Regions from separate parts of the Mus musculus genome. Here regions 1, 2, 4, 5 and 6 are each linked to region 3. The links are chromatin contacts, called in public HiChIP or PLAC-seq and promoter capture Hi-C maps. All regions are on one chromosome and are shown on one strand. The core of a region is the stretch at or near the end of the contact, and the rest is flanking DNA. Distances in the headings are between cores, read along the strand shown.

Region 1 (5,077 bases), core at 2,086-4,585, 960 kb before region 3:
ATTAATAAAAATAAATATTAAGGAACAGGGTTTAATGTCACTCAGGTGCTACCTTCTTGTCACTCTGGGAATTGGAGATGAGCAGAGTCTTTATTGTTTAAGGTTGTCCTTTGCTCCCTAGGACACACAGCAGCATCGCCGAGAGTGTGAGTACTGGCACTAGCTGTTGGGCTGGTGATTGGAAGGGACCAGCTGGGACTATATTCTCAAAGGTAGTGAAAAAATAGGGCTTTTTTGGAGATAATGGTAGATCATCACAAAGCCTAGGTATGCTTCAGATTCCTGCAGCTGCTGCGGCTCCTGCTGCTGATGCGGCTCCTCCTTTAAAAACTGTCATTGTCCTGCATTAACCTCCCAAATTGCTGGGATTGCCAGTATACTCCCACTCCTGTGTAAACAGCCTCCTAATGGAAGAAGGAGTTCGTCTTGCTGACCTGAACTTCTGGTAGAATGTGTTTCCAGATGCTTGTTGTAGCACTTAGAACTTTAGCTGTACCCACTGTGCATATACATTGTTGTTCCAACTGATCACCTCAGAGGCCTGGGGAGGGTGATTAATTGTGTTTCCTCAGTTATATATGTCACAGTTTAGGGAATATGTATGGATAGGTATAAAAGTCCAAAAGTAAAGGGGAAATGTTACCAGTACAGTTTGCAATAAGTTTTTGCTGTGCCTGGCCGAATAGAAGGATGCTACCACACCCTGCAAAACCTCCAAAGTTCTCTCTGTCAAAGACCCACTGGCTGAGCTACACACACACACTCAGAAAGATCACCATCTATTGGCAAATCCAGGGAGCTGCAAGTGCTTCACCTCCTATACGTTAGTAAAAGGCACAACCCTTCAACTTCCTTTCTACTTGGTGCTAAAGTTCATTTAGGGCATAAGATTTCCAGGGCCCTTTACAGCTGTGAAGTAAAAATAGTTTTTACTGTCTTTAATGGTTTGGTGGAGGGGTGGGGGGAGGCAAATGAATTTTGTAGCAAAATACCTAGACAAAATTCAAATTTCTGTTACTCTAAATATAACTATCAGAAAGCAAGCACACTCACTTGCTCACGTCTTTCCTACAGATGTATTTGTAGCATGGTGGCTATGTCCCTTAGAAAACTTGGAACCAGCGGGGCCAAAAGTGCTTACTGATGACCTTTTACAGAAAATGCTTGCCAGCCCCTGCTGAGTCTAATAATAGGATGGTCAGAGTGCTTGGCAATATTAAACAGGCCAGGAAGAGCTCGTACACTCCTAGGCTCATCCATTTGTGCCATAAGCAATGTGAGAGACCAACGAGAACGTTTAGAGACTGAATTAAGGGGGTGCTAAATAAACAAGGGGAATGGCATTGAAAATAAAGGTGAAGGGCTACCCAGATGGCTCAAAGGTTAAGAGCTCTGTACTGCTTTTGCAAAGGACCTGAGTCAGGTTCCCAAAACCCACATCAGACCACTTATAACCAGACATGTCTCCAGGGGATCTGATGCATCTGACCTCCTAGGACACACACACATGGGCACATACCGTCTCCACACAGAAACACACTACACGCAGGGCGTGGTGGCTGGCACACACCTTTAATCCCAGCACTTGGGAGGCAGAGGCAGGCGGATTTCTGAGTTCGAGGCCAGCCTGATCTACAAAATGAGTTCCAGGACAGCCAGGGCTACAGAGAAACCCTGTCTCGAAAAGCCAAAAAAAGAAACACACTACACACACACACACACACACACACACGATTATGAGCAGATCTTTAGGAACACCACGTTTCTATTTCTTTGTAAGTTTTTATGTAATACAGAATATTTTAAAAATAAAATTAATAAATATTTTTAAAGGGTAGAGGGAAGAGAGAAAGTCACTCACATAATAGCCCATTATATGTTGTCTAATTACAGCACAGACCAAAACCTCAGGTTCTCTCTTGTCCCTGTGTTATTAATAAGCGTGGAATCATTAATGGACTGCTTGTCTCTGTGTGAAGCCTTTTACGGACGGAGTTTATTAGGCAGTCGGGGAGTGGCAATGCTTGGCAACGGAAGCAAGTGCAGCCTGTTGACTTACACAGTAGTGTAGTATTAACCGGAAGCAGGGCCTTTAACATGGTCCAGTGGGTGAAGGGGCTTCTAATTCCAGCACTTGGGAGTCTGAGGTAGAAGGATCCTGTATTCCAGGCCAGCCTGGGAGTAAAGCAGTCTTCGGCTTTAAAAACCAAAGACCCTAGTGGAGCTTCCTGGCTCACTCGTTAAATTTCAGCCCTTGCGAGACTGAGAGATGATAGAAAGGGATTGGTGAAGGCGAGTGGAAATGAAGGGTAGACAGACATCTCCTGAAACAGAACTGATCTTTAATCAGAACTGAAGGGCTGCAGTCTCTCAGGGAAGTGAGACTATGCCCAAGTGGCACGTGTTGGGGAGTAAGGGGTTGGGTTTTGTAGGACTGAAAGGGGGGGGGGGAGGCGGAGGGAGGGAGCTTTGGGGTTGGAAGATTCCATTTGCAGGTCAGTTCCCCTGCAGTCAGGAAGTGGGAGAGGCTAGCGGGTCTGGTATGTGGATCTCCTTATCAGAAGCTTCAGCAGTCAACAGTCAACTCTGGGCTTCTCAGTCCATCTGAGGTTTTTAAGTGATTACTTCAATCCATGCTTGGGACCAGCCTGAGCTAAAGTAAGACCCTATTACACATGGGTCGGTGTGCTGCCAAGCCCCAGAAGCTGAGTTCGACTTCTGGGGTGCATAAGGTAAAAGGAGCCCCACCCTCACTCCGCTCCACACAAAATAATGACCATGTAAAGAAAACTAAAATATACTTTAGTAGTACCTGTGTGATGTTGTATCTATGTAATAGGAGCGTGTATGGTGAGCATACCGTGTGTGTGCTTTGAGGAATACTATGCACGAACGTGTATAATCTAAGAGGGAATTTATGGACTATGCTAGCTAGCAACGTACCATGAGCAGGGATGGTGCTTAATATTTAGTCTTAATATAAGAGCACAAGAAAGAGGAAAGGCAGATGTGCGTTTCTTAGATATTTTGGCCGGTGGATCCATACATTTCCAGACTCACTTTGGCTTCCGGGCTGAACCTCGTCACTAGGTTTCTTTCCTCCAATGGCAAGAAGGACCGACACCCAAGCTCCTACCCACACGGACAGAGCCGGTTAGTCCGAAATGGCGGGAAGGGGCGGAGCACACATGGAGGGCGGGGCTAGAAAATTTCCCGAGGGCTCGGCCGCCCTGCTGCGCACGCGCACCTGCGCGCCCCCGCCGCCATGGCGCTGGCGCTGTCCAGTCAGCCGCGGGTGGTGGCGGCGACTTCCCCTCAGGAAGTCAGGTCTCCGCCTCCTCCCCCCCTCCCACCCCGCCTGCTCTGCGGCGGAGGCGGCGGCGGCGGCAGCGGTGTCTCTGCCTCTCCGCCACCTCCACCGCAGCCTCTGACCCCCGGCCGGCGTTGTTGGCGGGGAGGGGGACAGTAGTTGTAGACGCCCGCCCCTGCCTCAGAGAAGGTGAGTTCCCGCCCGGCGGCGGGGGCGGCCCGAGCTCCAGCCCTCAACTCCCGCGGCCTGGTGAAGGCCGAGCGCCCCGGCCCCGCCCCGCCGCGCCTTCGAAATGGCCGACGAGAGCCGGGCGCGGCCCCCCTCGGAGCGCCTGACTCTCTCCTCAGAACCCCTCAGCATCCGCGGCGCCATGGCCGAGGGACCTCACGGCCTGGCGAGGAAGCCGAGGTCCGAGGGGGCTAGGAGAAGAGGCGGCCGAGCCGAGGGCAGTGGGGGTTCAGTGAGGAATCCCCGTCCTCCAGCGACCCCGGGAGAGAGCAGCCTCGGTTTGGTGCAGGAGCGTGGACAGGAGACTTCCCAGCAGGCCACTTAGCGACAGGCATGAGTGGGGAATTAGGGAGCTCTGGACAGGAGGGTGGGAGCTTCCAGGTTTCCTCAAGGAAGAGGAGAGGTGAGGTGGAGGGGACGGATCACCCCGAAGCTTTTCTAGGCTTCTGGATTGCCAGGAAGACGAGTTAGAAAAAAATGTCCAGACGTCTCTTGACCGTAGTAACCCGAGTTTTAGCATTTTTTGACCAGTGTGAGAGTGGCGAGAAGCAAGATTTTATTCCAACCCTACTGACTAGGAGCAGAACTGAGCTGTGTTCTGGAGTGCTCCGAGTGACTTTGGCCTTTAAAAAAAAGTGTAAGGAGAGAAGGCCTGAAGTAGACAGGAGAGGTGAAAACTCCCCAAGGGTTAGGCATTGCTTCTGCCGGCTGAGAACTAGGAAGTTAGGCGCCTCCTTCATCCCAGTTACATTTCAAAGAATTGCTTCTATAGACTCTGAAAGACCGCTGAGCTGTGGGAAATAAGCTTAAAATGAGGGGATAGTTAGAGTCTTTGTTGGGCGTGGTGCTGAGCGCCTTAAATCCCTAGCAGTGGAGGGGCAGAGGCCATCCTGGTCTACATGAGAATTCCTAGCCAGCACGAGCTATAGAGTGAAACACTACCTCAGGAAAAAAAACAAAAATGGCCTGGGACCGGGCAGAATTTGTTAGCTTTTTAAGAGTGAGCTCTACTGTGGGTAGAACTCCTTAGACCCCAGCATCACAAACACGGAGGCGTGTCATCTGTTGAGGGCTAAAATAAACAGTAAACCTGACAGCCAGAGCTTTTCCTTAAAGTGTGGCAGGGGTGTCCCAGGCACTTGACACTGGGCACCGTGTTAAATTGTGATTTAAGTCGCTTTTTATGGATGGAGGTTTGGAGAGTTTTGACATTCTCACCAACACATTTACCAAAACACAAAAGCTGTAGACTACCCCAGTAGATGTGTGTGTGTGTGTGTTATAGGTACTACACACCTGAGACAGCCTGCACCTGTGAGATAAATCTTTAAAGCAGTTTTGGAAATAATTTTATATCGTGGCATTTGATTCCCCACTGCAGAAGAGTTCAGTAAAACACCAAGAAACAGAAAAACTATTTTTAGTACTTTTACCTTATATTGCTCCTTGTCTCCAGTGTGAAAGATAATGGAAGCCAGACTATCACAGGATAATTTAGATTCCTTTTCTATATATAATACCTGTAAATATAACACTAAA
Region 2 (4,557 bases), core at 932-3,431, 530 kb before region 3:
GGATCAAACTTAAGACCTGTGCTTGCAAGGCAGGTATTTCAGCGACTGAACATTGCACAGTCCTTGCTGGTTTTTAAAATTTTTGTTCATTTTATTGTTCTTATTATTATTACGGATGTACACTGCGGTACCAAGCTTGTCTGTGGTGTTTTGTTATTTGAGATACAATCTCACATTTGTAGTCTAGGCTGGCCTCAGACTCATGACCCTGCCCCTTCCTCAACCTCCCAAGTTCTGGTATTACAGGCATCTATCACCGTGCCTGGCTTGGCCTTAGGGTATCACTGTCTGGTAAGTTTTCCAAGCTTTTCTCTGTTTAATTTTATAATCTCTAGTAAAGTATGGTGAGGCCAGACAATTAAGACAGAACTTGGAAAGAATTCAGGTTTATTTTACTTGTTTTCATCCCTAGAGAGAGCACAAACCATGTAGGCCGCTCAGCTGAGCTTACCACAAGGCAGCAGGAAAGAGGGAGCCATAACAAGGGAGTACTAGGAAGGCAAGGCCAGGCAGGTTTATGATTTCCTAATCTGAGTAACTTCAGTGGGCACTGGAACACAGAAGCATCTCTGGCAGCCTCCCACATAGGTGTATTGTGGCCTGCGGTATGAGGGTTCTATAGAGGAAGTGGTTTGGAACATGAGATTCAATAGCTGCCCAAAAGCGAAATGACCAACCTCCAAATGCTTCAACATTACATTAACCCCCTCTATATCACAAGTAGTTTATGGGTTTTTTTTTGAGACAAAGAAGACATACAGACAAAGAGAAATGAAAGAAGACAACTCTCTCATAGCCCCTTAATTGTCAGAAAGTATTTTCTATCTGTATGTTCATACACTTAAGGGGGGTGAGGGAGAGAGACTGAGACAGACTTGGAATCATGTAGTCCAGGCTGGCCTTGAACTCCCAAGTAGCCATGAATGACTTTGAACTCGCCTTCCTGTCTCCTCCTCCTGAGGGTGAGTGTTACAGGGTCAATTACCACGCCTGGGATTTGGAATGAGGGGGTTGGGATGGCCTTAGGATACTAGCCTGGGCTCCTGTTTCTACCTCCCAAGAATTGGAGTCATAGGCACATGTCACCGTGCATATTCTATCATATTTGAAGGCACTGCCAAAGTCCAAAGTCACCTTGCCTCTGCAAGAAGCCTCATTGGGCAGAGCTCCTTTAGAAAAAGCTATAAACTAGGTCTCTACAGAATTTCTCACACTGGGCACTGAATTTTACACAACTGAATATCTGCAAAGAAGAGCAGGTCACTGGAACCTAAACTACTGGAGGGAGGGAGGGAGCAGCAGAGCCCAGGGATAAAAAGGACAAAGGCTTTCAAGTGCTATTGAAGTTGGTTCAGGTCCATCCTCAGGATGAGCAAAGCAAGTCACAAAGCCTGGCTGCAAAATTTAAAGGGACACCATAAAATTCCGTGATCAAGACAAATCCTATATGATGCAATATTTTAAAAATGCATTGACGTGTTGATACTGAACGCGGTTTCCATTTTGCCCAAGATGCCACATGGCTCTGTTAACACTGCTGGGTCATGATGTATGATGCCCTTCGGCTCTCATAGCCCTCCGAGCTGAGGCTGGAGGACGAATCAAAGACAGAAGTGAATGTATGGACAGGGAATGTCTGAGGTGTGGGTCTGTGAGACCGCTCCCCTAGTGCTTGCCGCCATGGCTGATGATGGCCCGAGCTATCACCGGGACAACTGCATTGAACTGACTCCTGCATGTTGACCTCTGACGTGTGTGTGTGTGTGTGTGTGTGTGTGTGTGTGTGTGTGTGAGAGAGAGAGAGAGAGAGAGAGAGAGAGAGAGAGAGAGAGAGAGAGAGAGCTGCAGTAGAAACAACTGAAGGGACACGCGGTGACTGGTGATGGGGTTGCAGTCAAAGAGATCGAGTTGGGACACTAGAGCTGTCAGTAGGCAGACACTTGCTGAGATGTTGACTTATGGGATGCTAGTTGAAGGCTTCAGGTTTCTCCTGAGGCTAGCGTATTATCTAAGTGAAGAATGACAGAACCTCGTCTAGACAGGTGTAGGCAGGATTTCAAAGTCCAGATTCAGACCTCAGTTTCCCCACTTCACCTAGTGAAGGTGAGGCAGCCCTCCCTGGGGGTTCGGAGGCCCAGTGCACTGAGCCACCGCACCACACGGTTTCACAAGGAGGGCGGAGGAGGACCCGCCCTGGCTGCAGCTCTGGGGCTGGGACGATCGGAGCAGGGGCGGGTCGCGCTGGTGCCCTCACCGCTAGCCGCCCAATCGCCGTGGGCCCGCGGAGCCCCTGGGGGCTGGGGCAGCGGGCGGAACGTGCCGCGGCTGCGCCAACGCGCGAGCGCGGGGCCGGACCGGGCGGGTGCGCTCAGTCTGGCGGCAGCGGCGGTGCACAGACAGACAGACGTGCCGGGAGCGCAGCACCGCCCGCAGCCCAGCAATCCGGGCCGCGCCAGCCCGCCCGCCCGCCATGGTGTCGTGGATCATCTCCAGGCTGGTGGTGTAAGTGGCCTCTTCTCCTGTGTCCCTTCTTCCCTTCCCTCCCGATCCCCATGTCCCCTTAGGGCCGCGCGCCCCTGCGAACCACCAGCCCCGGGTCGCTAGCTATTAATACCCGGCGGTCGCTAAATTTAGCAGGTACAGTAGCTGCCTGGGGACGCGGGCAGCGCGAGGCGGCGTAGGACGCGCGACGCTACAGACCCATGGGTAGCCGCGGGCGCAGGCGGCGCCTTGCAGGGAGACCGGGGCGTGGGTCCCCGCACGATGGTGGAGTTGCCGGGGCTGGGCAATGGGTCTCGCCTTCTCTCTGTTGCTTTGTTCCATTCCGGGTGGGGCGGATTTGCAGAGGCCCCGAGTGGGTGCTCCACGCGTTCTCTCTCCTTTGGAAGAAAATGCCTTGGGCTCGCCTGCCGCCGCGCTTTGTCGGGTGAAAATGACATACAGTCCAGACAAGCCAGGGGCGCTGCCTGAAGGGGTCATCGCGGAGATGAGTAGCCAGATGGAGGTGGGGCACTCAATGAAGTGGGAAAATACTCCTTTTTAGGTTTTTCAAATAGACAGAGGCAAAGGCAGGTGGCAAGTACATTAGTGTGCATCTTGGAGTAGATGTCTTCCTTCCTCTTGCCTGCTCTCCTTTGCAGGGGTTTGAGAGACAGGGGCAGGCATCTCTAGGAATGCACAGGGAAATTTCCGAGTGACAGACAGCACCCCTTCCCCCCACCCCCCAAGGGCGGTGGCAGTGATACCTCCCAGGCGGTGCAGGAGAGCAGAGTCATCTGGGGTGAGGCCTGTATGAAGTCCTTGGGGGATGTGTGATGGGGACTTTTGTTTTATTTCCAATATTGCCTCTCACCTTTCTTACCTGGATCTGGAAGATTGATTTAGCACCTGCTTAGGGGACCTGGGACTGAAATGGGTCTGGGGGTGGGGGGGCTTGGATGAGGAACACGTGCCCAGCATTTTCTTTGTCTAAGAAAGAGGGGCTATTAACTCCCTTTGACAGTGCAGGGCACACACATCTCTTTTCTCCTCTTCTGAACTGATTTGCAAAGCCATCCAGGAGAGCCGTCTTTAAAGTCCTGGCCATTGTCTCCCAGGCATCATTCTGCCCATTGCTCCCAAAGCCCATCAAGTTACTCCACAAGGGTCTCTCCAACAGCTGTTGTCAGCTGCTGGGGGTTTGTTTTGTACCTTCAGGTGGCATGTGAAATATTTCGATTTCTGTGGCATGGCTGGCATCAATAATAGGGAAGCCACCGGCATGCCTTGCCACGCCTCACGCCTGACTAAAGCTTGTCTTCTCTGCAGTGTCAGTTTCTTTCCTGGGGTCTTTGGATTTGCTAGTGACCCCTGGAGGACCTCAGGGCGGGGCCATGGAGCACTTGCTTGCCTGGTGGGCTTTCTCTGTAAGTCCTCAACCAGGATCATGCAACCATTCTGGTTTTCTTGTCATCTCCCACATAGGGGGTAACTGAAAGGGGGGACTAAGATGTGGGATGTGGGAGGGGCTGCAACAGTGTGTTGGTATCTTCTGAAGCAACCACACCTTGAAGAACTAAGACTTCGGATGACGTAAATGACCAAGAGAATTGCTCCCGGTCTACAACTACCCTCTGGCACCAGAGGTTGGTGGGATTTGAAGCACCTTTAAAAGATCAAGGATTCTTCCTACCCTGTTCCTAATTCACAACTAAACCCAACATGAATTATTAACACCAGTTTTAATCACATTTCTATTTCATATTAACAATGCCTGTTATATAGTATTAGCTGGTGTAAATAGACCAAAATCCAGCTACATCTCTGCTGCAGAAGGAAATGTCATTGTAAAATAGGGGAGTTATAGTCTTAAGAATATTACTTATTCTTATATATGTGTTTTGATTCAGCTCAATATTCTACATAGGTAAAGGGACATTTTATGGTGCAGTGCCAAGGCACGGGACTGGGAGATTGTGTTTGGAACCAAGAAAATAAATGGTTCAAAATCCAAATCTGCCTCTTGCCAGCAGATCCTAGTTCATAGCCCTGATTACAACAGATCTCAGTTCCCAAGCT
Region 3 (4,603 bases), core at 594-3,093:
AGCGGTGGGCAGGATCTCCTGGGAAAGTTCCTGAAGCTGTGTTTGAAAGAAACACAGCCTTGTAGCCCGGTCATAACGGACTCCGGGAACTAGGTAAAGCAGAGATCCTAGAAGCAAGCTGAAGTGACCATGGAAACAGGAGCTGAGAGGCGCTGACAAGCCCCACCCCCTACCCCTACCCACCCCCCACCCCCACCTCCCCACCCCCGCCTCCTGGGTCGCCCTTTACATTCCAGGGCCCCCAGGAGCGCACCTCTGTGATGCTGTGTGCCTCGGTGACACCAACAGGGGGCCGAGACCCCAAGCATGCCAAGTGCACAGAGCGGAAAGGTCGTGCTCTGTTCCCTTCCCCTGCCAGGGGAAGATTCCCACATCCCCCCCCCCCCCCCGTACTCCCCACCAAGCCCAAGGGACCAGAAGACAAATACTCGCTGCACAAGTCAACTACAAGACCTGAGGTCAGACGCGGTTACTCCTGGGGAACAGGGGCGTGTCTAGGCCAGAGATCCCTAGATTTCGCCCACTTTACAAACTAAAAAGTTGCAACAATGATAACTCTAATCTGCCTGCTTTGTGGGATTCCTTTTATCCTAACTCCGACCCTGGGACCACCCACCCACCCACTTCTGCCACTCTAACCCCGCGGCGGTTAGTGAGTACCTGCTTCCTCAGCGCCTCGAAGGCTGCGCTGATGGTGTGCACCCGCGTCCGCTCCCTGGCGTTGGCCAGAAGCCTCCGGGTCTGCTGCAGGGCTTTGATCTCCGTTGAGGCGGCGGTCGCTTCGCCTGGCCGTTTCCTAGGCGACGCGGAAGAATCCGGGTGGTTATTGTAAATTACGTGTGAAATTGACGAGTAGGAACTTTCCCCCGGGCGCGTGGGGGGCGCAGGGCGCACGGGGGACTCTTGTGGCGCCGCTGGGGGTGCGAGAGGCGCGGATTGTGTGGGACGCGCGGGAGGGGCGCACAGCAAGATGCGGGGACGCAGAGCCTGCTCGCGGAAGGAGTGCGCCTCGGGATCCCCGGGTGCCAAGCTCTGAGATGCGGGAGGCGGCGGTGGCGTGGGTAGTCCCGGTCCCACTGTGCCCAGAGCGAAACCGCGTTTGCGCGCGTCAGAGACCTCAGGCGCTCTGATGCCCCGGAATTCCCTGGCTGTGTCTGTGCCTCCACCTGGAGGAACCGCCGGCGCCACTGAGGCTGGTACTGGGGTCGCGATCGGGAACGGTTGTGTCCTGTCCCGAAGCCCGTTGGTGGCGGCGGTGGTGCTGACTGTGGCGCCGAGCTCGGGAGCTTCCAAGTCCAATCGGAAAGTTTTATAGCCATTCGCGCGCCGCACCGGCTCCTTGCCTTTCCGCTTGAGCTTCTTGAGGCCGTTCAGTTCTTTAACGCACACAGTCTTCCACGGCCCGTCCTCGAGGACCGGGATGTGCTTCATGGCGAGGACGGCGTGAGGCTGGGGCGTGGGACTGCCCGGGACGCGCGCCCGCAGCGATCACTCTGCACGCCGCGCGCCTGGCTGTGCCGGGTGGCCGCCGCGCTGAGCGCCGCCTTGTCGCCGCGCTCTCTCCTCCTACCCTCCCTCCCCGGGTCCCTCCCTCGCACCCCCACTCCCGGGGCAGCTGCGCCTCCGGCTCCGTGAAGCCTTGGAGGCTGCCGGTTCCCCGGGAGAGCTCAGAGTGTCATCTGAAGTCGCTGCCGCCCTGCCAGCATTTCTGCAGAACGCCCGCTGCGCTCCATCTGTGTTTGTTTAGCCTCAGTTTACACAGAAGCCCAGTTCGCAAGATCACTCAGCGCCGCCCGCCCGGAGAGGAGGCAGCTCCCGCCGCCGCCGCTGCCGCCTCCCGAGCCCAGGCCGCCCGAGCAGCGAGCGCCTTTAAAGAAACAGGAAGCATTTTTCAAAACAGCTGGGCTGAGGGCCGCCTCCTTTGTCCGCGTGCTCTCGGCCTCCCCCCACCCCTCATGCCTTGTGCCGGAACCTGCCTCCTCCTGCTCGCCCTCTCTGCCCCCTACCCAAGTTGGGGGCGCGCCTTCTCTCTCCAAAAACAGTCCGCACTGTCCACTACAGTCCCGAGCACGTGGCTGCTAATCGCTGTGGCCCTTCATTGCCCAGCCTTGTTGGCCTGGGGTGGGGGTGGGGGTGACGCAGCGCCGACCTTTCCCATCCAGAACCTTCCCTTCTACCTCCCACCCGAACTGTCCAACAGAGGGAGAAATCCCAGAGCTTCTGGGAGGGAAAGATAAGTGGGAGAGAAGAACCCCAGAGTGGCTGGTCATTGTCATCCAACTGCAAGAAGGCCTTCTCCCTTCTTGCCCCTATTTGCTGGGGCAGAGGCCTTAGGAACAGAACACCGGACATTGGGAAACTGAGAGATGCAAATGTCTGGTTTAGCAGATGTAACGTCGGTGAAGATCTTAAGTCATCTTACCCGAAGCGCCCTGCTAAACCCAGATTTACTCATCTATGAAATGAGGAATCTGGAGAACACCCATGCTTGTCACAGCCTGGCTGTGAAAGCCGCCACACAGGAGGTGCCAGGTCATCAGTAGCTGCGCTAATGTTATCAGCCAGGGCAGGACAGCTCCTCAAGCAGACAGAATTCTTAGGTCCAGAGCTCAAGGTTGCCATTTACTGAGCGACCTTGGCATTCGTCGTGCTGTCCCTCGGCACCTCTGGCTCCTTATGCCCAGGATAGGGGTCACAACCACACCTTCCTCCTGGGAATGATAACAATTGATTGAGCACAGAGCCTGATGCCAATTGGCCCCAGAGGTAGAGTTCACTCTCCAGACCCCCAGGCCCCTATTCCACTGGAAATCCTACTAGAAAGAAGAGGCTGACGGGGAGGCCCTCTCGGGACCCTCTGCACACACCTTCCCCTGTGCTGCCACGTAGAGTTGCTCTCTTCACCGAGCCTTCCTCCAATGGTCTCCTTTGAGGCAAGTGTCATTAAAAGGATGAAAGGAGATCGTATATGGCATTTGAATGGTGACCCTTGACACACTGGTGTAGTGAAACTATAACTCGGGGCTTAGCTAGAGTTGGGCAGAGTCACAAGCTGTGTTGCCCGTGGCAGTTAGTGTGTTAGATGCCTCCACGTGAGTGGATGCCATTCCTAACAACGGGCTCCACGAAAGCTGAACCCCAGCCCTTTTCTAATGTCTTCCAAAAGAAGGGAAAGACCACTGTAATTTGTCGGAATGGAAGGAAAGAGAGCAGTGATAGGGATGACATCTGTGTTGGGTAGACACACCCACCACCCCCACGTCTCCCTTTGGGCAACTTGAGGATCTGAACTTGGCAGTCACAGGATGGAAGGGTGTTCTGAGGAACAGAAGAGAAATGTAAGTAGCCTAATTGATGGGAAGAATGCCTGTGACTGCCATTCTCAGCTTACCAGGCCACAGATTTCAGGCCGAGGCCAGCTGAATGCAAACCAGGTCTCTCCTGGTACTCCCCGTTCTCCGATTCCCGTTAGCTTCCTTGAGAAGCTGGACAGAAACCAGCTGGGCAGCGCCCCCTGGTGGTATAAAGCTTAGGAGACTCAACCCCACTGACCTCTGTCAAGGAACTGATCTGGTTTGGGGATGCATGAGTGGCCCTATAAAGACAGCATTAAGAATTTCACAAAGCCATGGAGGTGCTGGGATAAACAGGCTCTCAGTTCTCATAGCAGCTCCATCTTTGCTTTGTATGAAATGGCACAGATACACTCCAAGAAAATCCACTCATTTAGTAAAACCTCCCCAACTGAGACAACTTTTTCAGGTTACGCTGGAAGAGCATAGCAGTGCCGCTGGAAGGTTCCATACCCTTTGAATGGCTGTACCATGGCTCAGGAGTGAAGCTGGGAAAGGAAGGGAAGGCCAATGCTTAGAACTTAGTCTACAGGAAAGACATGCTGGGCAGCCAGGGGCGGAGAATTACCACTACATAGGGAGTGACCACATACATTTTTTATCTTTCATCTTTATGACAATTCAGGGAGGCAAATCCACTCTGCCCACAAGAGAACCAAAACTTCTGGTGGAAGAAAATAGCCAGCAGAAGGGAGTGAGAGAAAAGCTGTTTGAATCCATACCGAGTCGGAAGCCTGAGTCTGAACTATCCTGCTCCCTCTAACTCTTGAGAGCCCAGCAGCTCGTTAGCACACAAAGATGAGGGACTGGACCGTCAGTGAGACTGGGTTGGTTCATTGGTTTGTCTGTTTGTTTTGACTGCTGGCTGTCTCTGCTCTTCTAACCTGAGACGCTAAAGCCACAGGTCTCCCTCAGCCCAGCCTGGTGTCTGCCGGGTTCCTTCCAGATCAGAATCAAATGACAGGACTCCTTGGGCAGCCAGGAGTCTCAGGCCGAAAGGGCCTGAATCATGGTGGCTGTGCACTACTGTTTTCTCTCTGCTGCCGAGCAGAGCCTGCCCCATGGGTCCTGGGTCCGCAAGGACAACCCGTGAGGACTGGTCAGGACTAGGTCAGCTCTTCAGGATGGAGCTGTGAGTTCTGTCTTCTTGGCCAGATGAGGAGGGGCCTTAAATACTTGCTGCATGAAGCTCTACATTCTGAAACATGGAGTCTATTTCTGGCCGTTCAGATTGTCCCAAAGTGCCTGTG
Region 4 (4,988 bases), core at 2,157-4,656, 790 kb before region 3:
TTATAACCTGGAGGAAGGCTGTGACAAGGTGGGTGAACTTACAACCATCTAGCTGTGTTCGGTTAATATAGTTGTCTATGATCCCTTTTACCTCAGACATCTCACTGCAGACTCGAGTAAACCTAAGAAATTATAGCTTTTTAAAATTGGACTGATTTCCCAATTCTGGTAAAAAGATGCTTCTGCAAAAGGAAGTCACCTTCCAGTATGATACAGCGACTGCCCTCTATCCTATCTGGCAGGTGATGTTTACAGACCCCAAGGTTCTACTTTACTCATTCTCTTCTCCCAGGAATATTACCTACCACTCATAATAAGAGCCTAGATAGAAGCAGAATAGAGCCCCTCCCTCAGATCAGAGCAGCTACCAGATTACTTGCCCAGAAAGCACATTCCAAGCCTTAAAGTAGAGGGGTAAACTCTGCTTTCAGTAGGCACACCTTTGAAAGGAGCAGGTTTAAGATTAAATATAATATCCACTGCCCGTCACCTGCTTGAAACTCTAACTTAGAAATTAGTTGCTTCAAGAAACCCGCAATCATTTCTGAGTTCGAGGCCTGGTCTACAAAGTGAGTTCCAGGACAGCCAGGGCTATACAGAGAAACCCTGTCTCGAAAAACCAAAAAAAAAGAAGAAGAAGAAGAAGAAGAAGAAAAAGAAAAAAAGAAACCCGCAATCAAATACCAAAGCATGTTTATCTTTATCTTCACTCAAAAGAAACAAGACTGCCTTAAGAACCTGACCTAATATCCGTATGTATTTCTTTCGTGTTTAACTACTTTTCATTACTTAATTCTAGTCAACTGATTAAAGGAAAATAACAGATGCCACAGAGGCATTGTTACACAGAAATGTTTAAAAAAAAAAAAAGAGGCTGCCAATCAAGAACAAGCCCCACTACCTGTTATAACAGCATGGTATATACACTGTGCCTACTACCCCTCACACCACAGGCTTTGTGAAACATTCCCTTACTAGCAAAGAGGCCTAAAATCCCTGACCTGGCAATTTTTACAATCATTTTAACCATCTGGAACTGACTGCAACTTCCCTAAAACAAACCTCACCACCACTTCTCCTCTTCCATAATCACTCTTCTGGAAAGGACTCTGTTCTCTATCTTTTCTCTCTCAAGCAACCCCTCAATCTCTGACCTGGTCCCCCAAAAGGGAGTATTCCTTCTGCCTCTCCAGGTGTAGGCCCTATGTTCATTCTCGTCCCCTACTGGCTTTCTCCTTTTCGGTCAAAAGACAAAGATGTCCTCTGGGAAAGGGGGGTGTTCGGTGTCTTTAAGCCCTGAGCTAGGACCACCTTGGATTGACTGCCTTCTACTTCGGTATGCACTATTTTTTTCTTAGCCTGAAATAATCTGGTTTGTCCACAAAATGTCAAGTACCAGCTAAGCAGCTCTCTTTTTATCCTTTTCTGCCCTTTTCATTTCTGCTCTACTTTGGTTGTGTTTAGAGCCTAAGATCTTTCATCTCACATCCTATGATCTCCACTGTCCTTCTAGAAATATCTGAAAACACAGAGGGGCACACTGGGAATCCCAACACTAGAAAGATGAAGACAAGATTATAAATTCAAAGCTGGCTTGGGCCACACAGAGAGATTTTACCTCAAAACACCACAAGCAAAAGAAAACAACCAATTTTAGCTCACATATATTCCAAGAATATCTATATCTATCCATATATGTGTGTATGTATATATGTAATATATATATATATATATTATATATACACCTCACATATATTCAAACCCTTTAATCTCATGAGTCAAAATTCAACAGATTTTCTCACACCCCACCTTATTCTGTTAGCATCAAGTATACCATCACCATCAATTCAGTCAAATAATCTTTTCGCATGAAGCCATCAACATGTTTTGCATATATTTATACAGCGTTCCAAAGTGACAGCTGTGTCAGAAGTTGTCAGACTCCTTTACCAGGGAGGAGCAGTCACCCACAACTGAAGTGTTTGGGAAATAAAGGTGTAGAGGAAAGGAGAGGAGAGGCAGGGCTAACACTGCCTTAATCTCACCTGCTACATCCTCATTTCTCCCTGACTAATAAATATCCCTTTAATTTCTGTTCAGCCCACAAAACTGACAAGGGCCCGGACTCTTGAGTAAATCCATAATATTACAAGTCCTTTATCTCTCATTCAGAAAGAGTCAGCATTGTGGCTCCAAGGTACCAGACCTTTAGTGTTATTTTTAAAACACAAAACTCTTTCTCAGAGTTAGCCTTGGCATCTGTGGTACAAGACGTAGGGCCACTGATGAAATAACGTAGGCAAAACACCTTCTACGGAAAAGCTGTTTTCTGAAAGGATTATTAACAAGTACAAACTGGACTAGGTAAGTAACTAGCAACTCGACATCTGCCCGGTCGGACTGTACAGAGGCTACAGCAGGGACGCTGAATGGTTTAAATCGGCCGGCTTCCTAGGAAGAGTTTAGAAGAACTGCCTGCCCACATCAGTCCAACTCTGAAGTTGCAGCAGCCGATGATGTAGAAACCAACCCACAGCTAAGAACGTTAAACTAAGAACCATCAGGGAGAAAAGTCTGCGAGGCCGAAAACTAGACAAAGTCCTGCGCAGACCCTCGTTATCACTCGCACACCTGCGGCCCGCAGGACCCCGCAAGACCCCCAGCCCCGCCCCAGGCCACCGCGTTTCCGGGCGGGTCGCCGCGGCCTGGGGACCAGCAGACGCAGCGCAGGGCCCCGACCCCCGCGCGCCCACGCGCCCGCCCTCACCGTGGCTCTGCAGGATCTCGTGCTTGAGGCCGCCGGTGTAGTCGATGAGCTCCTCCAGGCCCCGCTCGCACAGCTGCCCGTAGCCCGAGAACTTGTGCAGCACCTTCTCCAGCTCGCGCTCCACCGTCACGCACTGATCCATGCCGGAGACCGCGGCGCTCGGCTCCCCGGCGCCCGGGGGTCCGCAGTGGTTCGGCCCGGGCCCCACCGAGGCCGCGTCCTGCTCCTCCTCCCCCAAGGCGGCGAGCGGGCGGCGCGGGAGGCGAAGGCAAGACGGGCGCGCTAGCCGCGGCGCCGGGGGAGCCCCGCGCAGCCTGTGCCCTCCCGCCCCATGGCGCCCCGGCCCCGCCGCTCGCGCTCGCTCGCCCGCCCTACCCGGCGCCGCGTCTCGCCCCGGGCCCCCCTGGCTCGCCGCGTTCGGCCGCCCCTCGGCGGCGCCGCCGATTGTTTTTGTTTTCACGGGAACCGGCCGATGACCTGGTTCTCCCGGGCGGCACCAATAGCCGCGGCCCGGGAGGGGGTCGAGCCTCCCTCACGAGCGGAGGAGGCGGCGCGGGCCGTACCAATCGCGGACTCGGCGAGGGGTCAGGGGGAAGCAGCGGGCGAGCACGGGCGGAGGGCGCGCGGGCGTTCTGAAGGTGTGGGCCGTACCACGCGGGAGGCCGTGAGGGAGCGCGGCGAGGGCGGGGCGAGGGCGGGGCGAGCGACGCAATTGGCCCGCGCAGCTGAACAGGGAACTTTAGCGATAGCGTCAACTACGCGGCCGGTAAACAAGAGGGTGGAAACCGTCCCCGGATGCTCCGCCCAGAAGCAGAAGAGTGACCAATCGACGCGGGGGTTAGGAGCGAGACAAACATCCTCCAATCCTGGGCCGAGGCGTAAAACTTCAGCCAATCCAGACTGAGGAGCCAAACCAATGCGCTCGCTGTTGGAGGGGGGTTGGCTTGAAGAGCGGAGCTTGGCGCTTCTACTGGGAAGCCGCGAGGGGAAACATGACAGCAATTAACGGGGCTGTTTTCTCCAGGATTTCGCCCTGATTGCAATTTGTGTTTTCTCCGCATGGAATTTTGGCCGGAGTTTCGACTGAGAGGCCCACCTCCGGGGCCAAAGGATGTCTGTCTGGCCGCCTAGTGGCGGAGGGCCCGGGCGGGGTCACTAACCCGATGGAAGGTGGTAGCTCTTAGAGGGATGGCCCGCGCCCAGCGTTGGCTCGTTCTTGACGCCCCTCGGCCTGCAAGTGGCCTTCCCTGTCGCCTTGTCCACGTGCTGGGCATCTTGGCGGCGGTCACGAACACGCGTGGGCGAGCTGAGCAACCTGGCCCTTGCTCCTTGCCCTTACCTTGGCGTAGGGCTTTTGCCCTGGTTTACCACGGGGTTCTGGCCTTGGCCTGTGCCCTCTTGCTCACCAGGCTTCTACCCTACTAGCTTTTCGTCAAGTCCCTGCCTCACAGCCTGGGCCTGGGAGAGTCCGCCTTCCTGGGCCTGCAGTTGCCAGCTTGCTTGCCTGCTCATAGCATTCCTACTTCCACCATGGTTGTATCACCTCTGCCTCCCCGAATTTTCTCCATCAATTCATTGTATCTCTTACAGCACAATTTTTTTTTTCTCTCACACATCACTTGTCAAAGTCTAAAATAATAATTGTTTGGAGTTTTGCTTGTTTTGGTTGCACCACTTAAGTAATACTATGAAGGGTAACCCCTTTTGTTGTGGCCTGTTTGTTTCTAGAACACAGCCAGCACCCTGGTGGACAGTCTTTCTTTTCCTTTAATTCAGGTGGTAACCTTTTTAAAGTTCAATTTCCGTTTTTATAATGTGGCAGCTAGTGGGCGGGTGGTTATATATGATGGCCTTTAGTGGTCCTGGATATTTGGAAGTTCAGCTGATGGTATTTCAGGGCTCCTTTCTGTCCCTCATCACGCCATTTGCTTTTAGTCCTCTTTCTTGGCAGATGGCCCTGATTCCTACTTCTCGAAAATAAAAAACCTTTTAGCTCCATCAATCTTGCCATTCTCCTCAAAAGGTTTTCTAGCTACCATCCATTTTGTGAAAATACTCAGGCATCCAAAAGAAGAAAGGGCCCTCTTCCTTTGTAAAACAAGCCCGAGGGTGCCTGGCATCATCTTACTGCTGTCTAGAGCGTCCTTGCCTGGCTGTACTTTAGTTCTTCCTGCTTGGGGATGGAGTGGACCTGACTTAGCAACCTTCACTTGACCCCTCT
Region 5 (5,138 bases), core at 1,622-4,121, 600 kb before region 3:
GTTGTAAAAGTTTCTCAGCAAGGCAAAACCCGTAACAAAAATTTTCTTGAACTGAAATCCTAGAAGACACACTGCCAAAAATGGATTCAAGTCCTCCTGTCATTATTTAATAGCTAATTACAACAGCCTGGACCAAAGACTTGTCTGAAAGTGAAGCTCCTTCTCAAAGGCTTGGGGGGTGAGAGGGATGGAGATGAAAACAATAAGTTAAAGATCTTTAACTTTACATGTGAAATCCAACAGGCCCTTTGTCATAAAAGAAGGAAACCTAGGCTCCTGTCAACTTCCCAAGAACTAAGGACGATAAAGTTTAAATATTGTTCCCATTTAGATCAGATCAAATAAATGTACTACAATTTCTTTTTTAACTTGACAGGAAAAACAAAACAACAAGGAAAAAAACCACAACCATGATTGAAATCTGGTACACAAAGCCTGTATTAGGTAGAAAGGTAAAAGCCTAAAGCAAATAGGTTGGTCATCTGCATACACCTATCTCTAAAACTTGATTTGGTAAAATAAGTGGAATGGAGGAGAAAAGCTATGTTTCAGAGTATAAGCAGAAGCAGCATGGCACAACTCTGACCAAGCAGTATGATGGCTAAGGGGGACATCCCTGCAGGAAAACTCCCTGGATATGTTAATTTCTAAGGATGGGGTCCATAGACTACTAAAAACTCTGTCTTCCTAGATACAAGTTAACGTGGGATCAACAGCAAACAGTACTTTGTAGCCTAATGTGCTGCTCTAAGGACCAAATAAGAGTATATTTGTTAGTGATCACTATGATGCTTGCTGTGGTTAAGTGCCCAGTGGTCACTTTTAGAACATGTAGACAAGGCACATGGTGGAAACTCTGAAAACACATAACCAAGTAACCTTTTCCAATGATCCTCTCAAGACTCGTGATGGTGTAGGCATGCACTGTCAAGCCTGAGCTTAAATGAAGTGTTTCAGAAATCAACATTTAACTGACAATGGCTAAAACCTGCTTCCTTTAAGTAGTTTTCAAGAAAAGGGCAAAAACACAGAAGATTCCGAGGCATGTCCATTACTCAGGGTAGAAATAGTCTGTCCTGACAAGCTTCCTGGAAGTTATTATCACTATGGAGCCTTTGTTAGGAATCTTTTTTCAGCTGATTTTTGCACAAGGAGTCTTTGTGGGCACAATGGCTTCCTCACTGGTTATTTCCCTACTATTTTTTCACACCAATATTTGTATCACAGAGTAGGATTCATTCCTTTCAAAAGATCTAAGTGAAAAAGGTTCCAGAATGTGTTAACTGGTCATGCAAGTTCCATTTCTCCCCTTCCTTTCAAACACCCTATACGGGACAGCTCCACCCAAGGCTTCCATATATGGCTGTAGCCACACCAACCCATCCTCATTAACAACCGGGGACCTACTCCTGCCTCACTAACCATACCTCAGCAAATACCCACCACCAGAACAAGCCAAACAAAACTAAATAGATAAACACAACTAAGCTCCTTCCCTTACATTCACACTTCACTTCCAAGTTGTAAAGTTTAAAAAGTTGAATGAAGAAATAAAGAGGAACACCATCATCTGAAATCATCTTTTTTGAAAGCACTTTCAAGCTAGCCTTCAATGATTCTAATTGTCATCCACTTCTTTAACCTATTACTAATAAACAATACGCCTCCCGTTGGGGGCATAATCAGACTGTCCCAGGGGACCCAGCGCCTGCATTAATGAAGCATGTCTGAACAATCCTAAACCCATTATTAATCTCAGGCCACTGGAGCTCTAGGTCAAACACACCTTGACACTACACCCCATTTCAAAGACTTTCACGGTCTAGAGTTCTGTACCTTCTGATCACCTGCCAACTTTCTAGTGGCCCATTTCAGAAAAGGGAGGGAGGGGCGCTCAACTGTCCCGTTACCAAGGTAACTGAAAACCGTCTGACTGCCCAGCCCCCAGAAGACGGTTTTGTTTGTTTGTTTAGGGATTTTGTATTTTGTTTTAGTCTTTTTGTTTTTTACCTTCAAGTCTTTCTTAGTAACGTCGGTGTGGGAAACAGCTCGAATGGTCCCCGACAGCCAGGGCCACTCGGCAACGCGCTCCAAGTCCCAGTTGTCCTGGCCGCCTTCGTTGCCTTCGGCTGCGGACAGACTGAGGAATCGCTTCCCCACCAATACTGGCCAACTTTCTCCGAGCGTGAGCACCATGGTTTCCACGCCAGCAGGAAGGGCTCCTCCCTGCAGAAGGCACAAAAACAAAATGCGATGGGGGGCGGCCGAGGTCGGAGGCGGCCCGAAGAGACGAAGCGCCGACAGGGACCGGTGGAGTGACACCCCCGCAGGTGGACTCCGCGCCCCAAGCTGCCACCCGCGCCTCCCCAACCCCCCAGCACTCCCCCCCGCAAACACCCCCCCGAGTGCCGCGTGACCCTCTCGCCCCAACAACTTTCGCTTTTTCCAAACCTTTCAAAGCTGGACACTGAGAGAGAGAAGGGAGGACTGAGCCGCGGCGCCAGTGCTTTTGCCTAAGTGTTCGTCCCCTCGCCCTGTTAAAGAAAAGGCTCCCTCTTAGTGCCTAGGGCCCGTCTCAGCGACCGATCCCCGCCCCGAGCGGCCTCGGAGCCGCCGTGGACTCGCTCGCGACTCGACACTTGCCGCGCCCCCGCCCCCCGCTTCCGGGCCGCCGACTCGGGCGCACCCCCGCCCGTCCTGAGCCTTGAACCGAGAAGACGCGGCGACCGCCCGCGCGGGTCCTTCACCCTTCTCCCTCTGTCTCCCGCAGCCGAGGCCCGCGGAGCGCTTACCCCGCCTCCCGCCTCCCTGAGTCACCCACGACGGCGGCAACAGAGCCCAGCCGCCCAGCCGACTCTAGCTCTGACTTGGTTCAAGAGCTCTCTCTCACAAGACACGCACAGCCTCCCGGACCCGCCCCCTCGGAGCCGCTGCCACCGATGATTGGTTGAGTCGCGGGGGATAGGCGGGGCAGCCTAGGAAATTCTACGTTCCTATTGGTTATGCTGAAGAGGGCGGGGTGAGGAAAAAAAACAATTCCTTGGCTGCCTCCTCCCTTCCCCCCGCTCTCAGCAACGACTCGAAGCCGATCCCCCATTAAAGCGCGCAGAACGCGGTCGGTAGATCCCTCCGCCGCAGCTCCATTCTTCCATTTGTTGCCTCGCGCTATGCAAAAAAGTCCCGCCGAATCGGTTATCGACTTTGAGGCCAGAAAGAAAATCGCACAGGCTCACAGATAAGACTGAATGGGGAGACCCAGGATCATGAGCGCCTATTGGATTGCACTTGAAGCGCGTAGGCTGTCGAGCGAAGACCGACCTTCCACCAGGCGGAAGAATCTCACGGGAAAGGGGCGGGGGCGGTGCACAGCCTGCGGGGGAGGGACAGCACTGGGACGTGCGGTTTCAGGCGTACGCAGTTAGAGGGGGAGGAGCGACTAGGCTCTGGGGGCTCCTGCGCACGCGCCAGAAGGGGCGGACTCTTGGAGCTTGGGCTGATGGGTGAAATGGCCGCTGGAGGCGCAGGCGCACGTGGTACTGATCATGACTGTCTAGGTCCGCCATTTTGAAGGATAAATGAAGAAAGGCATTGAGTTGCTGGAAAACGATGTTCATTAAATCTAGAGGCAAACCATCTATTCAAAACTATGTGGGATGTAGGTTTTTTAAAAAGAAAATGTAAAGTGGATATAAGATTTTTGAAACAACAAAGAAATTGAGAAAGTAGATGGAGTTGATGATAAAAGTGATAATGAAAGAGGTGACTTTGAAAGACAAAGGAGAGAAAAGATGGTTTTATGGTTTGGACCAGAGGATTCTTGGTTGAATCAAAAAATGAAATGAATAACTGAAGACTTCTTTATGAAGCCTGGTGCTTAATCTAACATCACACTTAATCTTTATTATAAAATGAATGGAAATTTAGTTTTAATAGTGTGAAAATGAGAATTCAGAAAAAATTCAAAATGTATAAGGGAATGCTATACAATGCAAATTAGTACCAGATGTTTATTTTGAAAAATATTTGGTTTGAATGTATGACAACAGAATGTTAAAGATTAAATAATGCTGAAGTTGAATTAAACTGAATTGGATTTATTATATTCAAACCATTAAGAGGTGGGAAATGGAATGAAGGAACCTATCCACTTCATCAAAAGGCAGAAATGGAAACAAGAAAAACAAAAGGAAGAAGAAGAAATTATGGTTAAAAATAAAATGACAGGAATAAGTCCATTTATATTTACAATAAATATAAATGGGTTAATTTTATAAATAAACATGGAGAGGTACTTAGTATTTAAAAAAATTTTTTTGGCATAAGAAAAGTACAGCATAAGAAACTTGAAACTATTAGGGTAAAATTTTTATAAGACTAATCAAAGGAAAGCTACATTGGCATCTTGTACAGTTATACATTATTTAATACGAGGGATATATTCTGATAAAAGGTTGTTAGATGATTTCATTACATTGATAACATAGTGTCCTTACAGAAATTACCAAGTCACTGAGAAAAACTTATGGGATCACCACTGTATATATCACATGTCACTTGCCATAATGTTGTTATATGGTATATGACTAAGAGTAAAAGCATAAAAAGAAGAAATATATTAATAAAGGATTGGGTCTATAAAATACATTATTGAACTATTCAAACTGAAGATATGAACTAAGTTAATAGTACTAAACAAGAAAGTTTTGACAGCTTATAATCACAGTAAATGCTATAAATCCATTTATCTCAGAAATAAGCAGTTTAAATTTTTAAAATGAGAGAATGTGGAGGACTTAGATCACATAACACATAATTTGGAAAATAACAGGCATAAATTCTACTAAAACAAAAGACATTTTTGTTTTAGGCATAAATTCTACTAAAACACACACATGACTTTTCTGTTTTATTCATGATTCCAGAACCAAGAAAAGTTGGAGAGATATCCAGTGTACTTTATGAACTTACAAAGTCCTATTACTAAATCTGAACAACAACAACAAAAAAACAACAAAAAATACTTACATAGATGGAAAGTTCTTTTATTTAGTAGAGTTACTAGAAAACAATCATGGTTTTTGCTGTTAACTATAATCATTATATAAAATAATGGATTTTATTTGAACATTTTCATATGT
Region 6 (4,782 bases), core at 1,445-3,944, 860 kb before region 3:
GAATGAAATAAACCTAACAGCAATGTGAAAGACATCATGCAAAGGAATGAAGTGGGTCTCCAACTGCTAGTGTGAAAAGGTTCTCTTCCATTATCAAGTAAGAAAATTGGCCGGGCGTGGTGGTGCACGCCTTTAATCCCAGCACTTGGGAGGCAGAGGCAGGCGGATTTCTGAGTTCGAGGCCAGCCTGGTCTACAAAGTGAGTTCCAGGACAGCCAGGGCTATTCAGAGAAAGCCTGTCTCAAAAAAAAAACAAAAATAAATAAATAAGAATAAAATAAAAGAAGAAAATTGAAAATAGATTTTGTAACACTACCCCTGTAACAAATAATTTGAAATGATAAACATCTGCACCCAGATTACATCTAAGAGATACAGTCAACTATTACCATGGTTTTACCTGAAGAACTGAGGGCAATGAGGAGAGACGAGACAGAGGGCTTTCTCTGTACTTACTCTTGTACTGCAAGGCATTCAAAATTTATAGTTGTTTATATGTATGCATGTGTGTCTGTGCGGGGGTGCACAAGTGTGGGGTTGCAGGTGCACACATTCAAGAGTGTGGAGGCCCAAAGCAGATGTCTTTCATTGTTCTCCACTTTATATGCTGAGACAGGTTCTCTCAATTGAACCCATAGCGTGATGATTCTGCTAGGCTAGCCAGCTGGCTTGCTTCAGGCATCCCCTGTCTCTTCCTCCTGGCAAAGGGTGCTACGGATCTGAACTCCGGACTTCATGTGTAGCACATACTTTACACACTGAGCCATCTCTCCAGCCCCTTATGTAATTTTTTTCAGGAATATATACTCTTGTGATTTAAGAAGCCACTTTGGAAGCCATAGTAGGTACTGTGCTGTCCACAAAGGCTGTTGACCTAAGTTCCATCCCCAGAAGGAAGCCATGAAGAGGTGGGAGAAGAGAACTGACTCCACAGAGCTGTTCTCTGATTTCCACACTCATGCTGTAACATGTCTGTCCCCTCCCAGGCACACACATCACACACATTAACACAAAATAACAATAAACTACATTAAAATTGTACTTTAAACAACTCTAAACATAAAATGTTAGAGTCAGCATTTGGGTATTCTTAAGAGTAGGGAATACTGAGACCAAGCAGTTTCTAAAGCCCACCCAATACTTGTTTGTATATATACAGAGCTTGGTGGCTCAAGCTTGTAATCCTAGCACCCTGGAGACTAATGCAATTGGACTATCATGAAACTAGGGCCTGCTTGAACTATGTCGTAAGTTCCAGGCCAGCCTATTTGAGATCTTGTCATCAAACATAAACAATGACAAAAGGCAAACCTATTCAGAGGGGTGCAGTTCAGTAAACACAAATAAGAATATAACATCAACAACACACTTGTTTGTGTAAACTGGACATGGTGGCCATACCCAGCACTGTGGCGGTTATGGTAAACAGCGTGCCACTGGGCAGAACTCAGATGTGGGGTAGAGACTGCCAGGCAACCTGTCTCCAACTAGAATGAAGCAGTAACGTGGGAGGCACACCCTGTATGGGGTTCCAAGTGGAAAACCCCACTAAGTACAAGCCACATACAAGCAAGAAGAAAGCACATCCCTGAGACTGGCAGCTTTCAGGACTGCAGTGGGCAAGAAAGAATGAAGTCTATGTGTGCCAGGGACAGAGAAGAGTAAATGCCTGCACCCAAGATTCACCCAGGACACACACATGCATACAAGCAACAGAGAAAGTCAAAGGCCCAAGTCAGATGGCAGGGGCCCAGCATTTGCCAGGCAGAGAGCAGCAAGACCTTAGAAACGTAGAAATAAGTAACCAGGGAAGTGTCTGTCTATGAGGCAGTGGCTGCAGGCGGGCACATGGCAAAGCCAGGGATGGTGGCTTGGGTGGAGCCAGCACCTATCCAAGGGCTAGTCCCCAACCAAGTCAGAGAGGTGTTTTCCTCTAGCTGTGCAGGCCATGGGGTGATGCTGTCAGATCCCCTGGATAAGAATGAGGGTCAAAGTGTGTAGCTGGATCATCCAGTTGGCGAGCATTTGGTGTGGAGGCTGTTGCCATGGTTCTAAGAAGGGATGAGACTGGGAGGTGAGCTTTGCTCCCTGGGTGGGAGGCCAGGGAAGGATATTGTCAGCAGCTAAGAGTGCCACTCAAGGCTCCCATTGAACTGCCCCCTTGCAAGTCCCCTTGATGGGAGGTGCAAGTCCCTTCTGGTTAGTGTCTGGTCTGCTCTGCTGGAATCTCTGTACATTTTCTTTCCACTCAACCTCCAGACAAGAAGCAAAAACACAAAAAGACACTACTGCCAGCAAAAGAAGTGGAAGGGCAGGAGGGTCTAGAATTCAAGGCCAACCTTTGCCATGAAGTGAGTCTGAAGCAAGCTTGGGGAACCCAAGAACCTATCTACAAGAAAAAGAAAAGGGAGAGTGGGCACTCCTCTCCCTTCATGTCCTGTCACTCTCATATTTTTTTTATTAAGATTTAATCTTTATCCTTCTTCTTTCAGCCACTCTTGCAGAAGAACAATTCCTAAGGGTCCCTTCCAAGTGTTTTCTCTTCCCCAAATCTCAGTTTTCAATTCCTCCCACTTGCTCTGCAAGGGTGCATTCTCACTCTGAGTTCCCAGGCCCCTAAAAGGTGGTTGACACTCTTTGGTGGGGACTTTGGGTGACATCATATCCTCACATAGGAAATCAGCTCTGTCTGCAGCTGGCTAAAGGAGCAGTTTCCCCGACCCTACACGCCTCCCCCACCGCACCTCCTCCGCCCTGTTCCTGGGCCCCTCCCCTAGAGCCCTAGCTTGACCTAAGCTGCTTGCTGGTGGAGAGCACACCATGGCCTCACCGTTGACCCGCTTTCTGTCGCTGAACCTGCTGCTGCTGGGTGAGTCGATTATCCTGGGGAGTGGAGAAGCTAAGCCACAGGCACCCGAACTCCGAATCTTTCCAAAGAAAATGGACGCCGAACTTGGTCAGAAGGTGGACCTGGTATGTGAAGTGTTGGGGTCCGTTTCGCAAGGATGCTCTTGGCTCTTCCAGAACTCCAGCTCCAAACTCCCCCAGCCCACCTTCGTTGTCTATATGGCTTCATCCCACAACAAGATAACGTGGGACGAGAAGCTGAATTCGTCGAAACTGTTTTCTGCCATGAGGGACACGAATAATAAGTACGTTCTCACCCTGAACAAGTTCAGCAAGGAAAACGAAGGCTACTATTTCTGCTCAGTCATCAGCAACTCGGTGATGTACTTCAGTTCTGTCGTGCCAGTCCTTCAGAAAGGTTTGGAAGTGGAGGTTCCCGTCTCCTGGGTTTTAGGGGTCACATCTGAACAAGTTTCACGCAGATTCCCTCTTCTTAAATCTCTTGGGGCCTCTTGGAGGTGATTTCTATACTGTCCCCATTTTACAGACCAAAAAGTTGAGGCTGAGGTGCTGGGTGGGATTGGAAGTGATTTTTAAACGCCCTGGATCTGGGCTGGAGTCTGGATGCACGTGTGATCCTGCCCCTGTTGGCTCCAGGATAGAATTTTGGTATTGACTCCAGCTTTGGGTTGGTGGAGGGCCGCAGTCGCTTAGCTGCTGGATCTGATCTAGGCACATTGGCCCCAAATCACACTTGGCTCCGCGTGTGCGAGCAGCGGAGTAGCCCAGCACGTATCCAGGGGTTCCTTCTTCCTCTAGTTAAAAGCTAGGAAACGGCTCCTTCTTGGGTAAAGGCTAAGTGGAAAGGGGCTGGTGCATCCACAATTCCAGCTTGACCCGCAGGCACCCTATTGCTTTTGCAGTGAACTCTACTACTACCAAGCCAGTGCTGCGAACTCCCTCACCTGTGCACCCTACCGGGACATCTCAGCCCCAGAGACCAGAAGATTGTCGGCCCCGTGGCTCAGGTTAGGTGCTCTCAAGCGATTGAGATAAGCAGATAGCCTGGGGTGGAAAATCCTGATCTTGGAGGGAGACCTGGACCGGGAGACGTGCTGGGGGCAGGGTTGGGGGCTGTCCCAGAGGGTTTCTAAATTCCATTCATTCGGATCTTGTCAGTGAAGGGGACCGGATTGGACTTCGCCTGTGATATTTACATCTGGGCACCCTTGGCCGGAATCTGCGTGGCCCTTCTGCTGTCCTTGATCATCACTCTCATCTGCTACCACAGTAAGTTCTGGGGAGTTCCCCCCATCCAGCCCCCCACCCACCCCCCCACCCCACCCCCGCCAAGAGACTGCTTTGTGCTCCAGGAGGAGTCTGCACTTTGTGCCTGCTCCAGACAGCCCTTCAGGGAGATTACTTTTAGGTTGGGGAAAAGGGGGAGGGCGTTCCAGCTGACCTATAGGACCAGTGTAGTGGGTTCTTTCTTGAAGGCAGGAGACAGGTATACCACCCCACTGCTCTTTCCACCCTCTGGGAACTTTTCAGAACAGAGCCCTGTTCCAGGATCCCCAAGAGCAGCCAAATCAGCAGTTAGCACAGCCAGGATAACTTAAGCACACTAAGGAGGGGTTTACATAGCCCTGAGACCAGGGCCCAAGAAGGCTGAGTCACAACCATGACTGGCTTGAGATTTGCCTTAATCCCACCTCACAAACCATTCACTCCTCTGAGTCTATACAGGTGATTACACCAACCAGGTCAACAGATTCCCAGAGACACTCACATCTGCATTTACAATGCCTCTCCCTTCCCAAGAAAGGGTTTCCTTTCATGTTGTCTAGACTATCCTACAACTAGTTAGGTAGCCTAGGATAACCCCAAACTTCTGATCTGATCCTTCTGCCTTCCTTCATTTTGGGAGTGCTGGGA

Evidence for each region. Promoter capture Hi-C pulls out the DNA fragments that hold promoters and counts their contacts. HiChIP or PLAC-seq counts read pairs in DNA pulled down with a chosen protein or histone mark.
Region 1: a contact with region 3 is called in an H3K4me3 HiChIP or PLAC-seq map of pro-B cells, with 3 times the contacts expected there. The contact joins the promoter of Krcc1 here to the promoter of Atoh8 in region 3. A contact is called at or near these places in 4 of 39 promoter capture datasets (the C10 cell line, liver, pre-B cells and 1 more), 2 of 115 datasets of contacts at active chromatin or transcription factors (pancreatic cancer cells and pro-B cells) and 1 of 9 other capture datasets (adipose tissue).
Region 2: a contact with region 3 is called in a promoter capture Hi-C map of fetal liver, with 3 times the contacts expected there. The contact joins the promoter of Reep1 here to the promoter of Atoh8 in region 3. A contact is called at or near these places in 4 of 39 promoter capture datasets (the C10 cell line, embryonic stem cells, fetal liver and 1 more) and 1 of 9 other capture datasets (macrophages).
Region 4: a contact with region 3 is called in a FOXA1 HiChIP or PLAC-seq map of pancreatic cancer cells. The contact joins the promoter of Rmnd5a here to the promoter of Atoh8 in region 3. A contact is called at or near these places in 1 of 39 promoter capture datasets (pre-B cells), 2 of 484 Hi-C or Micro-C datasets (both in embryonic stem cells) and 1 of 115 datasets of contacts at active chromatin or transcription factors (pancreatic cancer cells).
Region 5: a contact with region 3 is called in a FOXA1 HiChIP or PLAC-seq map of pancreatic cancer cells. The contact joins the promoter of Kdm3a here to the promoter of Atoh8 in region 3. A contact is called at or near these places in 3 of 39 promoter capture datasets (the 3T3-L1 cell line, embryonic stem cells and pre-B cells), 1 of 115 datasets of contacts at active chromatin or transcription factors (pancreatic cancer cells) and 1 of 9 other capture datasets (adipose tissue).
Region 6: a promoter capture Hi-C map of stem cell-derived epiblast-like cells shows a contact between it and region 3, with 3 times the contacts expected there. The contact joins the promoter of Cd8a here to the promoter of Atoh8 in region 3. A contact is called at or near these places in 2 of 39 promoter capture datasets (the C10 cell line and stem cell-derived epiblast-like cells).

Annotation. Positions count from the first base shown.
Region 1 is chr6:71,268,342-71,273,418 of GRCm38.p6, forward strand. It overlaps Krcc1 (lysine-rich coiled-coil 1), which reads left to right and starts at 3,336. Exons shown (of 3, transcript NM_001354706.1): 1 at 3,336-3,499. It overlaps Mir8112 (microRNA 8112), which reads left to right and starts at 3,330; the gene lies at 3,330-3,460.
Region 2 is chr6:71,705,500-71,710,056 of GRCm38.p6, forward strand. Reep1 (receptor accessory protein 1) reads left to right here and starts at 2,182. Exons shown (of 7, transcript NM_178608.4): 1 at 2,182-2,502. The coding sequence starts at 2,471.
Region 3 is chr6:72,233,734-72,238,336 of GRCm38.p6, forward strand. It overlaps Atoh8 (atonal bHLH transcription factor 8), which reads right to left and starts at 1,844. Exons shown (of 3, transcript NM_153778.3): 1 at 661-1,844. The coding sequence starts at 1,431.
Region 4 is chr6:71,437,231-71,442,218 of GRCm38.p6, forward strand. It overlaps Rmnd5a (required for meiotic nuclear division 5 homolog A), which reads right to left and starts at 3,407. Exons shown (of 9, transcript NM_024288.2): 1 at 2,768-3,407. The coding sequence starts at 2,909.
Region 5 is chr6:71,630,046-71,635,183 of GRCm38.p6, forward strand. It overlaps Kdm3a (lysine (K)-specific demethylase 3A), which reads right to left and starts at 2,872. Exons shown (of 27, transcript NM_001038695.3): 1 at 2,793-2,872; 2 at 2,452-2,534; 3 at 2,011-2,226. The coding sequence starts at 2,196.
Region 6 is chr6:71,370,733-71,375,514 of GRCm38.p6, forward strand. Cd8a (CD8 antigen, alpha chain) reads left to right here and starts at 2,695. Exons shown (of 5, transcript NM_001081110.2): 1 at 2,695-3,265; 2 at 3,771-3,875; 3 at 4,027-4,137. The coding sequence starts at 2,821. RefSeq lists a cis regulatory region at 1-1,178.